Linked DNA regions of Sus scrofa: region 1 is linked to region 2. A link is a contact called in public Hi-C data. All regions are on one chromosome and are shown on one strand. The core of a region is the stretch at or near the end of the contact, and the rest is flanking DNA. Distances in the headings are between cores, read along the strand shown.

The links. A called contact is a pair of places that touch in the nucleus more often than the background predicts.
Region 1: a contact with region 2 is called in a Hi-C map of embryonic fibroblasts, with 1.8 times the contacts expected there. The contact joins two enhancer-like sites. A contact is called at or near these places in 10 of 47 Hi-C or Micro-C datasets (alveolar macrophages, embryonic fibroblasts, epiblast stem cells and 4 more).

Annotation. Positions count from the first base shown.
Region 1 is chr2:116,196,004-116,203,341 of Sscrofa11.1, forward strand. The region is part of intron 11 of CAMK4 (calcium/calmodulin-dependent protein kinase type IV); the gene reads left to right. Among named protein-coding and RNA genes, the nearest start is that of STARD4, 57 kb to the right of the region's middle. Within about 2 kb of position 5,333, at least 3 of the 83 cell types and tissues checked have an H3K27ac peak or open chromatin away from gene starts, as enhancers often do. A contact at or near this core is called in embryonic fibroblasts, where this site is marked.
Region 2 is chr2:115,930,614-115,937,906 of Sscrofa11.1, forward strand. All of the region lies in intron 2 of CAMK4 (calcium/calmodulin-dependent protein kinase type IV), which reads left to right. Among named protein-coding and RNA genes, the nearest start is that of CAMK4, 24 kb to the left of the region's middle. Within about 2 kb of position 1,983, at least 3 of the 83 cell types and tissues checked have an H3K27ac peak or open chromatin away from gene starts, as enhancers often do. A contact at or near this core is called in embryonic fibroblasts, where this site is marked.

The DNA of each region.
Region 1 (7,338 bases), core at 4,083-6,582, 270 kb after region 2:
TGATGATGTTGTTTTTCAACTCCTAATTTCTCTATTTAAGACTCTTACAATTTGGTGTGAGTCTCCATGAGGAAGGTATATATAATGACACTCAGACCACCTCTTGTTCTGCATGAGGGGTTCAGTGATGTTGATTTTAGGGCACCCCTGCTCGAACAGCAAGGAGAGAGGGGGCCCAAAGGAGGAGGGACCAGGTGCTCCACAACCACTTTTGGGGAGTAGCTACTTGGACCCACTCAGGAGTAGAAAGACAGGCACCAGGACAAGGGTAAAGAAAGAGATTTGTGACTTTCCTTATTCACTTTTACTTGGGAGGATGTGTGAGGAGAGTATGTGCCATTAATTCAGACGGCGTTTAAGACAACAGTGAGAGTGGAGTAGTCTCTAGATCTCATTGATGGCCCTGGCCGAGCCTCGCTAGGACAAGGGCTGTAGGTGGGCTTTCCCACCAAAGTTCCCCCCGTTTCTGGGGATGAGCTGTGGGATGGTCCTCACATCCTTTTGTCCCGTCTCCCAGCATGGCTGAAGGCACCCCAGAATAGACTACGATCCAGAGACAGACAGTAGCATTTGACCCAAGCCAGGGTGAAGCTCGTCCTTTTTTCCTGACAGCTGTATTAATCTGGCAACAACCTAAAAGCCAATAAACCTTGCAAAAATTATCAAGAATTTCCCAAGTTTTTGTGACTTATGAGTATGTGGCAAATTAATTAAAATCCTAATTTGGATTACAAAGAAAAGAGACAAGATTTCAAGTTATTAGTCACAAGCTATCATTTCCTCTTGGAAGCATCATCTTTTTATGCAAATCTTCCTTCACTCACTCATCTCTTCAGCAAAATCACCAGCTAAATATTCAAGCCAGGGCTTAGCACTAGGGAGATGCATTTTCTTGCTCCCACCCGCCCCCCAGGGGTTCACAGACTATAGACATGTAAACTAAAAAAAGTATAGCACTGTAAGAAAGCATATGGAAAGGCTTCTATGGAAACATAGAAGGGTGGTATTTGGAGTTATCTTTTTCTTCTATGACATTTATATTTGTTAGTCACTTTGTCTCAGAAATACACACATAAGAACTACATAACTAACTCATTTTAACAGCTTTTGAATTCATAGAAATCAGACTGGAGAAGTACAATAAGATAACAACTGAAGCAAATGTATGATTAAATTCACAGAAGTTTAGTGCTGGAAGAAACTTTAAAGTTCACTTACTAATATCCTCATTTTACTAAGGCCAAAGAGTATGACTTCCCCAAGATTGCACATCCAGTTGTTAGTGGATCAGAGATGAGAATCCAGGTATCAAGGTCCTAAAAACAGAATTATACTTTTCCCTATTCAGAAAAGCAATATAGGTAAGTCAATATAGTTTCCCTTCATAGAAATATTTATTAGTTATTGCCTTTGGTTTAAAATATTTTCTATTTTAATTTTTTTAAGCCTCAGAAGTATTACTTGATCACTGCCAGAAATGAAAATCCAAACATACGAAATCAATATTAACAACCTCATGACTCTTCCACACTTTTCTCCATATTTATATGTTCACATAAGCATTTTATAATTTTGATTTTAACTAGTTTCCTTGACTTAAAATAGTATTTTAGGAGTTCCTGTTGTAGCTCAGTGGTAACGAACGTGACTAATATCCATGAGGCTGTGGGTTTGATCTCTAACCCCACCTAGCAGGTTAAGGATCAGGTGTTGCCATGAGCTACAATGTAGTTCACAGAGGCAGCTCAGATCTGGCATTGCAGTGGCAGTGGTATCACCAACAGCTGCAGCTCTGATTTGACCCCTAACCTGGGAACTTCCATATGCCGTGGGTGCGGCCCTAAATAAATAATATTTCAGATTAGTTTCTTGCAATTGAATTGTTCATAAATCCAGTAGTTATGCAGAATTAAGTAGTACATATCTTTCCATTAAATCTTTACATTGTGCCAAATACTCTCATTCTGTATCTTAAGATGATTGAGGAGTTCCTGTCATGGCTCAGTCGTTAACAAACCCAACTAGTATCCGTAGGACTCAGGTTCGATCCCTGGCCTCGCTCAGTGGGTTAAGGATCCGGCTTTGCCACAAGCTGTCGTATAGGTCACAGACGTGGCTCTCATCAGGTATTGCTGTGGAAGAAAGATCATTGAGAACAGGAGTAGTTTATTAATTATAAGTTAATTCAGAAAAACTATGGCTTAAACAAAACAGTTGATTTTTCTGATGCTAGAAGTCTAAAGAGAGGCAATCCTGGTGGGTCCACAGCTATGGCTTTGCAGATATAGCAAATCTCAGTACCAGAAATTCAGAATTTTTCTGTCTTAGTCTACCATTCCACAATATGTTTCCTCACAGTACAAAAAGGCTACTTGAAATCAGTCATTACATCTGCATTCTACACAAAAAGAAGGAAAAAAGACTAAAGAAGAGTGCACCTTTCACTATTAAGTTCTTTTGCTGAAGCCCCACATGTCACTTCCACTTATATCTTATTAGCCAGTACTAAATTATAGCCTCCACACTACCAGGAAAAGTGGCATTATGTCCCTTGGCTAGATGTGTTGCTATCCCAAATGAATTGAGGGTTCTGTTGCAAAGAATGAGTATTGCATTAGATAATTCACTATCTCTACCACAGGCTTATGAGAGGATCTACATCCTTAGAAAAGAATGTGAAAATCATTGTGGTATGTTCCCTATAGACATCCTCCTGTCTTGTTTTTGTACTTTTCATTTTCCTTAGAACCGTTAGCTAACAACCTATCCATGACTCTTCCCTTTTAATGATGCCATATGACCTTTTTTCCTTTCTCTAATTCATATGTCCTAATTTGTCCTCATCTTGAATTTCTTTCATGCCCACCATATCACCAAGACTGTGGGGAAAAATAGGAACCCTGAATTAAGTACTTTGTGCCAAGTAGGGTTGCTCATTTGTGATCACTAATTGCTGACCAATTGATAAAAGTATTGAAAGAAGATTGAGAAAAGAATGACAGAACAAATTAAGGATTTCCCATAAGAAGAAAGCTGTTGTTCAATTTAGGAATCATTATGTAATATCATACTCTAAGTATTCCAAAGCGGTAGGTAGTTCAGAGAAATCCTCTGAGAATTGAGCAGTCCTGAAATGAGACGATCAGGGAGAAGTTACACTAGTGATCTCTCAGAGTTCCTTCTGTGACTAAGAGATAGCAGAGTCCTTTCAAGGGCTATAGTAATAGTGATAAGAGCAGTTCTTTCTTGCAGCAGTACTCAGTGTCATCCTATAAAAGAGTGATTCATGCATGGATAAAATGAACTTGAAATGTCTAATAGACTCCATGATAGGCACTTAGATCATAAGCGTGAACATAGTATGGTCTTTCTTTTCAAAGATTTCGTAGGCTGTAAAAGAAGAAAGACCTATACACAGTAAATCAGAGTTTGCTGTGATAAGCTCTATATTTTTCTGAGCCAAAGGCTCAATGATAAAAAGGGGAAGGAGCAATTAATCCTTCCTTTGGCCTTTGCAGAAGAGGGAAATTTGAGCTGGACGCTGAAGTATTAGTAGGAGTTCAACAAGTGAAGAGGTGACCACAAGGCATTCTTTGTCAGCAGGCACAGGAGAAGAAAAGCCAGAGCAGTAATAGCATCTGGCAAATTCAGGGATGTTAGTTACTTTTTCACTTTGCATGGTTAGAACATAGTCTTTGGTGCAGAGGATATAGATGGACTTGGAAAAGTAGGATGGACCAAATTTTAAAACAATCTATACATCAGCTTAAGGAATTCTGACTCACTTTGTAGTTAATAGTGATCCAGCAAAGGTTCTTAATCAGAGCAATTATATTTTTAAATCAAATCTGTATTTTATGAGTATTTTGATAATGACATTAGATCAGATGGATTTGAGAGAGAAAGAGATCAAAAAAAGACAAATTAGAAAACTATTATAAATATTCTTTCCTGTCACTCTAGAAACAGCTTCTCAGTAAATAATATTTGATCTACTCCCAAATCCTTTTTTAAAAATATAAAATTATTGTAAAAATACTGTTTCAACTCTTGTCATTGCCACCTTATAAAACAGGCTCATTTTAGAGATAATGCCACCTTATAATAGAGGCTTATTTTCCATTTGCTGTTTTTTTCCCTGCAGATATCCCTATCACCCTTGAGGCTATATAATGGGTGAAAAGGGAATTAAGTGGTTGAATGAGATCAAGATAATCCTTCCATTCTGCTATAGTAGAGGCTCACCAGGAAGGAATAATTTGCTGTATTATACAAAAAGGAAGGGAAAGCAGCTGGGAGCCTGGGGGAGGGGTGGAGATTGAGAGAAAAAATAGAAGTGCTTTGTGGACTCTTGACACCCTAAACATATGTGGAATTATTACTATATAGGCTGAAGCAGGCTTGGAAACCAAAAACAAGTAAGTTCAGTATATTTAAAAAGCAAGGTTCAAATTGTATATAAACAGACATATGTATTCATATAGGCTCTTGGTCAAAAGAAATACACTAGAATATTACCTCCAAGTGGGAGCAGAGGAGAGGGCAGGCTTTTAAGGATACACCTATGTTTAGTAACACAGAAAGCATTGGAAAAGCTAAGTTATGGAAAAACAGAAGTCCCAGTTACCCTTGGGCACAGGAAGTGGGTGACCTAGAAGAGAGGGAATATATGCGGTTTTGAATTTTTTAATTTAATATAATAATATATCTATTCGTCTGTTTTATAAACATTTAGGCAAGGCTGAAGTCCCCTTTGAAGGTTACCCTTAGGTCTAACCCTTCCTCCTTCACCACTTATAAGTCCTGTCATACTTTGCGTAGCCTTCTGAGAGTACTTAGGTAGGGAGGAAACTGTCCATTGATAGAATGACTTAAAAATGAGACCCAAGTACAAGACTGGCAGGAATCACTGTCATTCTGTAGAAAGCATGACTTTACACAGGGACTTTACATTTAACTTGGAATGGTGACAGAGGAAAGGGCTGAGCTTGTTTCCTTGCTTGATGTGAGGGTGATTGCATCCTAGGTCAGTTATGGTTCTGGTTCTGTATGCTGGGTCTAGTTTCTACCTTGAATAGAAGGGTTTTTCAATTACATCTTTTTAGGGAGTGGGTGTTTATGTAATACCATCTGTCATTTATCAGGAAATTAAAAAAGGAAAGCCACCCATTCAGTCTCATTTGTAGAAACTTTGCCCCAGGCTATGAATAGCAGAGGGTTCTCCTATAAATGAATCGAAAAAGAAAAATCACAGATGCTGCGTGTTTAAGCAAATACTCATTATTTCCTGGGAAATGTGCCCAGTTGAAACTAAATTCCAGGCCAGAAAACTAAAATTTGTGATTCAGATAAATGGAATCACTGCCTAGTGCTCTGAAATAGTCCATGAAAGGTTCAACATTGAAGAGATGCTCAAAATCTTGTTGTTGGGGAAAAAAAAAATAGGTCACAAGAAAGAAAAAATCCATCAGGCCATGGTTCCTGATAAGTGTGCTACAATGTAACTGTGCAATGTTATTCCCAAAATGTCTTAACTGGTTCAGATATTTAAGGCTTGAAGTCTGTGGGTGTTCAAACCTACCCATGCCCATCACAGAAAAGAAGTACAAGATGTTCAAGTAGAATAGAAAAGAAGTGGTTAGATTAAAAGAGTGTTTCTGTCTAATATCAGCTATCCACTTTAGACATGAGCTTAGTTAATTGAGCTATGTATGTTCACATTTTATATTCCTGCTTGTCTGTTTATCCAAATTCTGTTTTCAGAGACCTGAAGCTATTAAGAATTTCTGTCTTCTTGGCATCTGCCAGGGTCTTATTATCATAGAGATAATCCTACCTTGTTACCCCATTGCTGTGTTCTAAAGAAATAACCTATTCCATTCACAATACCAAAGTTACAGACATTTTTCAACAGTCTACAGTCAGAAAGAAGAGATTTCTGTCTACATGAACACACATTACTATGAAGAATGTTGAGAGTTTCCATTTTGGCACAGCAGGTTACAAACCTGACTAGTATCCATGAGGATGTGGGTTCAATCCCTGGCCTCGCTCAGTGGGTTAAGGATCTGACATCGCCATGAGCTGTGGCATAGATCACAGACATGGCTCAGATCTGGCCATTGCTGTGCCTGTGGCATAGGCCGGCAGCTGCAGCTCCGATTCACCCCCTAGGTTGGGAACTTCCATATACTGCAGCTGTGGCCCTAAAAAGTGAAGAAAGAATGAGAGAAAGAAGGAAAGAAAGAAAGGGAGAGAAAAAGGGAGGGAGAAAAGAAAAACAGACAAAATAAAATACAAAAAAGAAAAATGTTGGAAACTTTAAATGAGATAAAAGTAAATTGAATAGCCTAAAATACAGACTTTCAGAACATTTCATGGTTTTGTTTATTTCTAGAGAACTAAATAACTAAGGTGAATAATAAGAGTATCGAATTATGTTGGTAATCTAAACAAGTATGGGATGATTTCACCTGAAAACTAGTTAAATACCCAGAGCAATGACTTTCTTTTTGCAATGAACTTAAAAAATAAAATAAAAACACTGGAAGAAATAAATACATAGTAAAATGCCATCTGCACTGCCAGTAACCTCCTCCTTGACAGGCTGATGTCTAGTGTGTGTACACTCAGTTCCTGTGGGGCTTGTTGACAATAGGAAGGGAGCAGGGAAGCTGAGGGGATGCTAAGCAGGTTGGTGAGGGGGGCCCAGATCCATCTCCCCTTCCTGACCACAGACTTTGTTTCCCCCGAGATAGGCCATATCCCTAAGGCATCATAGGGTTGTCCCAGGCATGCTTGCAGTGCCTGATCCAAATGAACAAGTGCAGGGTAAAGGAGAAAGTGGGGCTAAGGGCAGATACAGCAGTGGTGAGAAAAGGTCGGAGCTCTTCTTGTTCTTGAGCTTGCAGAACGCAGGGATTCTGCAGTTGAGTGCAGGCTTGTTTTAAGCTGTCTTGGAAGTTTTAAATTTAGAGGAAAATGAGTCTCTTGGGGTCTTTGTGTTGGTCTGATACTGACCTAAACAAAGGGCATTCTGTGGAACTTTAGTCCTTTTTTCATTCAGTAAATGTTTTTTAAGCTCTTATGTACCAGGCACTATGCTAGGTGCTAGAGCTACAGCAGTAAAAAAATTTTCTTAGTTAAGGATGGTACATTTTAGAGGAGAAAGTCAAATAATAAACAAAATACATGTGTAAATTATATAAAAAGAGGTGATCATTTCTATGGAAGAATATAGAGTTGAAATGAGGATAGGAAGTGCTCAGAAACTAAGTTACCATTCAAACAGGGTGATCAGGGAAAGCTTCACAGGAGAAGGGAACATTAGAACAAAGG
Region 2 (7,293 bases), core at 733-3,232:
TCTGCTCTTCAAGCTAATTGTTGGGCTACATAGTTTCTTGTTCTTGGGTAGTGTGCTCACTGGCAACCTACGTATCAAGGTAATTTCCCTTATGACACCAGGAATTGAGAGAAAGGGTATTTCAAAAGCTTGGAACTGTAATTGTATACCCCAGACAGTTAGTTTTATGTTTGTATCCCTTTATAATTGCTCCCATCTTTTATTCTCTATAAACCATAGTGCTTAATTCTTATAATGAAGTCAGTGATAGTAATGGTATTTTTTTTGTCTCATCATAGATTCAGACCTGCAAGGTTTCCTTCACCTAATTGTTGTTTTATGTTCCTTCCTTTCCTCTCTGTCCCTTCTCTGTCTCTCTTCCCTTCCTTTTTTCCCCTCTTCCCTTTCTCCCTATGTACCTAACCTTCCCTCCCTCCCTCTCCCACCTTAACTTCCTTCCTCCCTTTTCCCTTATCCTCTCCCTTTGTCCTCTCTTCCTCCCTTTTCCTCTCTTTCCTTTCTCTTTCTTTTGATCTTTATCACTACTTCTTTTACATGGTTTATTTTAGAAAACTTTTAGGGTGGTTTAACAGGATAAGGGCAGCAAAATAGTATTTATGAATACAGGTGAAAAAGAAAAATGAAAATCTTGGATGGAGATATATAATGAGACTAAAGGAGTCCCCTTCGTGGCTCAGCGCTTAACAAACCTGACTAGGATCCATGAGGATGTGGGTTTGATCCCTGGTCTTGCTCAGTGGGTTAAGGATCCAGCATTGCCATGAGCGAGGCCAGGTTGCAGACGCATCTTGGATCCCTAGTTGCTGTCGCTGTGGTATAGGCCAGCAGCTATGGCTCCAATTGTACATCTAGCCTGGGAACCTCCATATGCAGCCCTAAAATAGCAAAAAAAAATAAAAATAAAAATAAAATGACACTAGAAATATAACACATACAGAACCCTCCTCGTTAAAGAAGACCTACATGCTTGGCTCAGCCTTCAAGAAGTTAATGTGAAAAGGGAAAACTGATCAGTCACCCCAACTTTTGGGCACATTGCTAGTTTGAACAAAACTGGATTCTGTTAGTAAGGAATAAAAGGTTATTGAGTAAAAAACTATAGAGTGTTACTTACATCCTGTTGGTAGGAACTGTGTCATAATTTTTCTTGGAACAAAACCAGAATTCTTACAATGAAGGAGAAAGGATGAATAGAAATGGAAAAGGCAACTCTCAGTGTTGTTACTGTGTCCTTCCACGCTGATAATAACACTCAAAGAATAATTAAATAATAATTTTAAAAATCAAGAGAGGATCCTAATATAATACACTCCAGATCTATAACTCTTTAATGTTTTAGTTTAATCCACAACAAGATTTTAAAGTTTTCTCCTTATATTCCAGATACAAGGAATGAGGTGCAATATCACATTTTGCCAGTAGGTGGTGATACCATCTAACCTGTGAAAATTCCTGACCAGAAATCCCTTAAGTTTGAGACCAAATAAGGAATCAATATTTTCTGTCATCACTTACCTTGGTTTGACTTTCTACCAGTTGACTTTATTTAATGAGAAATATATGTTTGAATAGTAATAGAAACATCAGAGTTTGGTTGTATATACTCATCTTTTAGTTAGTGGTAATTATGTAAGAAAATAATTTTCAGGGTAATGCCAATGATTTATATATACTATATATATCTTAAAAAATACATATTTTACTATAGATTAGCAGTATTTTCCAGATGAACAAACTATCTTGTAGAGAAACCAGCAGAAAACTGATTAGATGAGCTTAACTTCTGTGGCCACAAAGCTTTCAGATAGAAGTTTTCAGTCTTGAGTGTATATCGTCATCACTGAGGTTAAAAAAAAAAAAAACGACTGATGCCTGGGCCTTATCCCAAGAAATTCTGATTTTATTGGTTTGGAGTGTGACCTAAGCATCAAACATTTAAAAAATTTCTGAAGTGATTCAGTTGTGCAGCCAAGATGAAAACATTGGCCTATGGCTTCCGTTGCCCCATGTAGCAATCAGTGCTTAAAAAGGGCCAGCCTCATCCTCATATAGAGCAGGAAGTCATGTACTGTGTGTAACCTGTGGGGTGAGGAAAGCTCTTCCTCTGTATTAGAGAAAAGCTGTGGTGGCTGCATGTCCACTGTCATGGTTGCATTTAATTATCGCAGAGAGAATTTTTTTTAAATTATCATTATTATTATTTGTCTTTTCTAGGGCTGCACCCACGGCATATGAAGGTTCCCAGGATAGGGGTCTAATTGGAGCTAGAGCCACCGGCCTATTCCAGAACCATAGCAATGCCACATCCTAGCCACGTCTGCGACCTGCACCACAGTTCACAGTAACACCACATCCTTAACCCACTGAGCGGGGCCGGGGATCAAACCCACAACCTCATGGTTCCCAGTCAGATTTGTTAACCACTGCTCCATGACGGGAACTCCACTTTTTTTAAATTTATGAAGATCACACTTTGAGCTTTATTTAGTATTGCTGTTAGTTTGTTTTGTAAGTCATTTTCCAATCAATATTCTTTGTGTAAAAGGGACACAAGAAAGTTTTGGCATTTGACCATGTCAAGGAGGGAGTGATCAAGGGCTGAGGCCTTGGGTGTGGCTCAAAGTCAATATGATCAGCAGAGCCCAAAATGCCAGGTATGGTGCTGCCTGGGAGCTCAGTAGTTTATGCTAGAAAGATAAGTTTCAGAGAACAGGAGTCGGAATATAATCTTTTTCCTCAGTTAATTTTCAAAACAACCTATGAGAGAATACTCTCATTTTTATTTATACATATGGAGCAGCTGAAATACAGGAGTATTGCAGTAACTTACCCAAGGTCACCTAGCTGGTAAGTGGTAGAACCAAACTATTTGGAGTTCTAACCACTATACTTTGCCCTTACCATTTATGTCTGCTCCCCTTATGAGCCAAATGCCTTCAAGCAAATTAGGTAGTTCCATCTCTTTGTCTTCTTGTTGGTTATCTGGAAATGTTAATGCTCCTATCTCTTAGGGTTTTACTTAGAAATACAAGATATACCATATATGAAAGCTCTCAGAAGTCTGAGAGCACAGCATGAAGGCTTGAACTGTTCAGATCCCAATGTTGGACACCTTCTAATGGTCATCCTGATGCTTAGACATTTCTGCCTCTCTTGTCCCATGAAACCTCCAAAAATTTTAAACCACTTAGTATGACTCTTTAAACAGAGACAAGTGCAAGCACAAAATCCAAAAAATTCGCTCATTTTTTCATTGAGTAGTCTTTTGCCAAACACCTGCCACATGCCAGTTATTCCACTGAAGATGTAAAGTTAAATGAGTCATGAATCACACCTCCAAGGAGCTTATTGTGTACAGCTTACAAAAGTACCTCATGATTGCAGAGTAGTGGTGTAAAATAATAAATTCTCTGCTAGTGATATTAACTCATAATCCCTCCTGTTTATTGCATATTTACTATGTGCTAGGCATTGTGTCCAGTGCTTTTTGGATTTAAATTAATCCTCATAAATTCCTTAAGAAGTAGGTGTGAGGTAGGTGTTAGTAACGTGTGCACCTGTAGGTGAGGAAATTAAGGTGCAGAAAGTGACGTGTCTTGCTCAAAGTCTTCCAGCTGATAAAGGGAAATCTGACTCCTGAACCTGAAGAGACACATCTAAGTAAGACTAGAACGGCCTTTATAAACTTCCTGGAGGATGTGAGCCTAGAATATATGCATGTTCTCACTTTTAGATCCCTCCAACAAGTGTGTAATACAATACTTGATACTGTTATTTCACTTGCACTGATCCTTCCATATCCACATTTGACAAATGACAGAAAGGAGTGCTGCAGTGTGGGTAGCCCCTTCATGCTACAAAGTAAGCAGCTTGAATGGGTGGGTTATATATACCTCAACTCATAAAGGTAAAGGTCATGAATGGGATGGGATGACTACAGTTTAATCCAGATGTTAAGTACTGTAGTAGAGAGTTTGAGGTTGATGCCAAGCTCAGTTTTAGGCACTAAATTGAGGTCCAATAAGGGGAGCATGGGAGTTGGACTGGTGACTTGCTTTTTTTATTGTGCCATCCACACATAATGGACTGGTCACTGTACTAACTTTCAGCACCATTGGTTTTGGCTGTGTCATGATAACATGCTTTTTAACATCAAAAATAACCTTTCATTGGAGGCCAAATGTAGGCATAGGAGTTTCATTGTGAGTGGTATTAAGACAAATTCCCTACCCAAATATCTTAATAGCCCCTTAATGGAAGTTCAGCATTAATGCTCTTATTGGTTCAATGGTCTGCATCTATTAAAATGTGAACATCCGTCCCAGAGAGGAAGGTTCATCTATTGAAATGTTGGCAGTCATTAATTTGGTTTAGCAGTGCCTTCCTAGTGAGGTGATTAAGGGGGAAACAGAGATCAAGAAGGTGAGGGCTCCTGATTTACAGACATAAATATGGGCTGAAGAGGGAAGAACACTAACAAAGAGAGTTCAGGGTCATAGGGTCGGAAAGCACATTGCACAGTTCTGCTCTGAACACCAGTAATGGCTAAAATCACAGGGACAAATTTCCATTAAGGAAGCCTTTTTCTTTCACTCAGAAAATGACTCAGTAGGAGTAACTAGATATCCTGCTATCATTCTTTCCCACTTAATCTATTTGCCACTCAGCAACCAGAGTAAATTTAATGAAGTGGGATCATGTCATTCCCCTGTCTGAAGTCCTTCACTAGCCTCCCACTGGACTTAGAATTAATTACATCATATCTTCTTCTCATGTCCTACCAGACCAGCTTGATTCCTGCCTATTTCTCAAACCTCAACTATATTCCAATCTCTTTCTTTATCACTGTAGCCTCTATAGTAAGTGCTCAGTAAGCATTTTTTCCAGTGATAAATGATCGGAAAACAGTGTCTTCCTATCCATAAGAATTATGGATTCCACAGACACTGGATCAGTTCATATCCTCACCGTTGTTCATGCTCTATGACCTTTATTTTTGCCTCTTGCCCTTCTCTTATCCTGCCATACTGGATGTCAGGTATATTTTTGGATTTTTTTTTTATTTTTTTTATTTTTTATAATGATTTTTTCCATTATAGCTGGTTTACAGTGTTCTGTCAATTTTATACTGTACAGCAAGATGACCCTGTTAAATATACACATATACATTCTTTTTTCTCTCATTATCATGTTCCATCGTAAATGGCTAGACATAGTTCCCAGTGCTATGCAGCAGGATCTCATTGCTTATCCACTCCAAAGGCAATAGTTTGCATCTACTAACCCCAAATTCCCAAACAATTCCGCTCCCTCCCCCTCCCCCTTGGTGACCACAAGTCTGTTCTCCATGTCCATGAATATTTTTGTGTTTTATTATTTACTTATTTAAAAAAAAACAAAAGGCTGATCACTGACCCACACAGGAGATTTCTCCAGCTCCCATCTTTCTTCTGTGACTCCTCAGAAGAGGACTCAACTGTGAAACAGCCAGTTCTTTCTTCGTATCTGTTTTCTGCCCTATAGTCTTCTTTTGCAAGAGCTATCACTCCTGCCATGGCATCTCAACAGGCTTATTCTTCCCAGAGGCTAACAACACCTTAGATCTTACCTTATCTTTCATTTCAAAACAGCACAATTGGAGAACTCAAGTCCCAGCGCAGATGCTTATTGGCTTATGAAATTTGTGCAGTTTCCTTAGCCTGGCCATAGTTTTCTCAGAGGTGGGAAAAATAATATTTGATTTACAGGATTGTTATGAGAATTAAATGACACGAAGTATAAAGTGGCACATACTTGGCACAAAGAAAGTCATCCATAAATTGTTTCTTTCCCTTCCCACTCAAAACAACTTGTCCTGTATTCTGTTCTAGAGTGGACATGTTTTGGTTCATATGGCTAGTCAACATCCATTTTTCTTTCTGAGAGCCACTTGGCTTCCTTTTGAGAAGTTTTTTTTTTTTTTTTTATTCTTGGTGGGGACTTTTTTTTTTTTTTTTTTTTTTGTCTTTTTGCTATTTCTTTTGGGCCGCTTTTGCAGCATATGGAGGTTCCCAGGCTAGGGCTCTAATCGGAGCTGTAGCCGCTGGCCTACACCAGAACCAGAGCAACGCGGGATCCGAGCCGAGTCTGCAACCTACACCACAGCCGGATCGTCAACCCACTGAGCAAGGGCAGGGACCGAACCCGCAACCTCATGGTTCCTAGTCGGATTCATTAACCACTGCGCCATGACGGGAGCTCCCAAATTAGGACTTTTATTCTCTGTACATTTAATTTCTCTGTGGACCTAAATACTTACAGACGGACAAGATAAATGCTTTCTACACAGCCAGAGCTGCTAGTATACCTTTCCTGATTCCTTTCTTCCATCCTAATTTGGTTCTCCAGCTTCTTGCCTGTTCCCTAAGCTACTTTTATCCCTTTAATAAATTCTCTTTTTGCTTGAATAAGCAGAGTTATTTTCTGTTATTTTCAAATCCTAACTGATAAGCATTTCCACATAAACCTCTGAAGTCTTACTACATTTCACCTTAATTACTATTTGCATACTTGCATGACTTGATGCTATCTTTTAAGATTTTGGTTACATATCTTTTTCCATGAAACTTTCCTTGATACCTCCAGTTGTACTTAATTTCTTCATTATTTGAACTCTGTGGCTGATGGTACTAATCTCCTATTGTCATTATTTGTGTATAGCTCTCTCGTTCTCCTTTCAAGATTCCAGTAGAATTAGACCAACTTTTGGAATGAGTTGATAGCCAGGTGATCCAATAAACTAAACTACGTAAAGGGAACAATGCAAAACCTCTTCCAGGTAATGCTATTTTAGCAAGTAAGAGATCTCAATATACAGTGCTTTACATCCCCCAAAAAAGGCACTTCCAGGCTGGGGAGGCAGCAGATGTCGAGTAGAGAGTGCTAATGGTATATTTGAGGGATTTCCTTCTGGGATGCCAGAGAATATTCTATGTTTGTGGCCGCTGATCCTACCTATATTCAGTCTCTGCATGAATAATCATATCTGTGTTGGAAGAGTAACCATAGAATTGCTTCTTAAGTTTTCCTGGGGAAAACTTTATATATATATATAAAAATAGACTGCTATACCAAAACCTCATAGTAATTGCAAACCAAAAATCTACAATAGATAAATACACAGAAAAGAAAAAGAAGTCCAAATACAGCAGTAAAAAAGGTCATAAAATCACAAGAGTGCAAAGAAGGGAAGAAAAAAAAAACTAAAAAATAAATCCAAAACAATTAACTAAATGTCAGTAAGAACATACATAT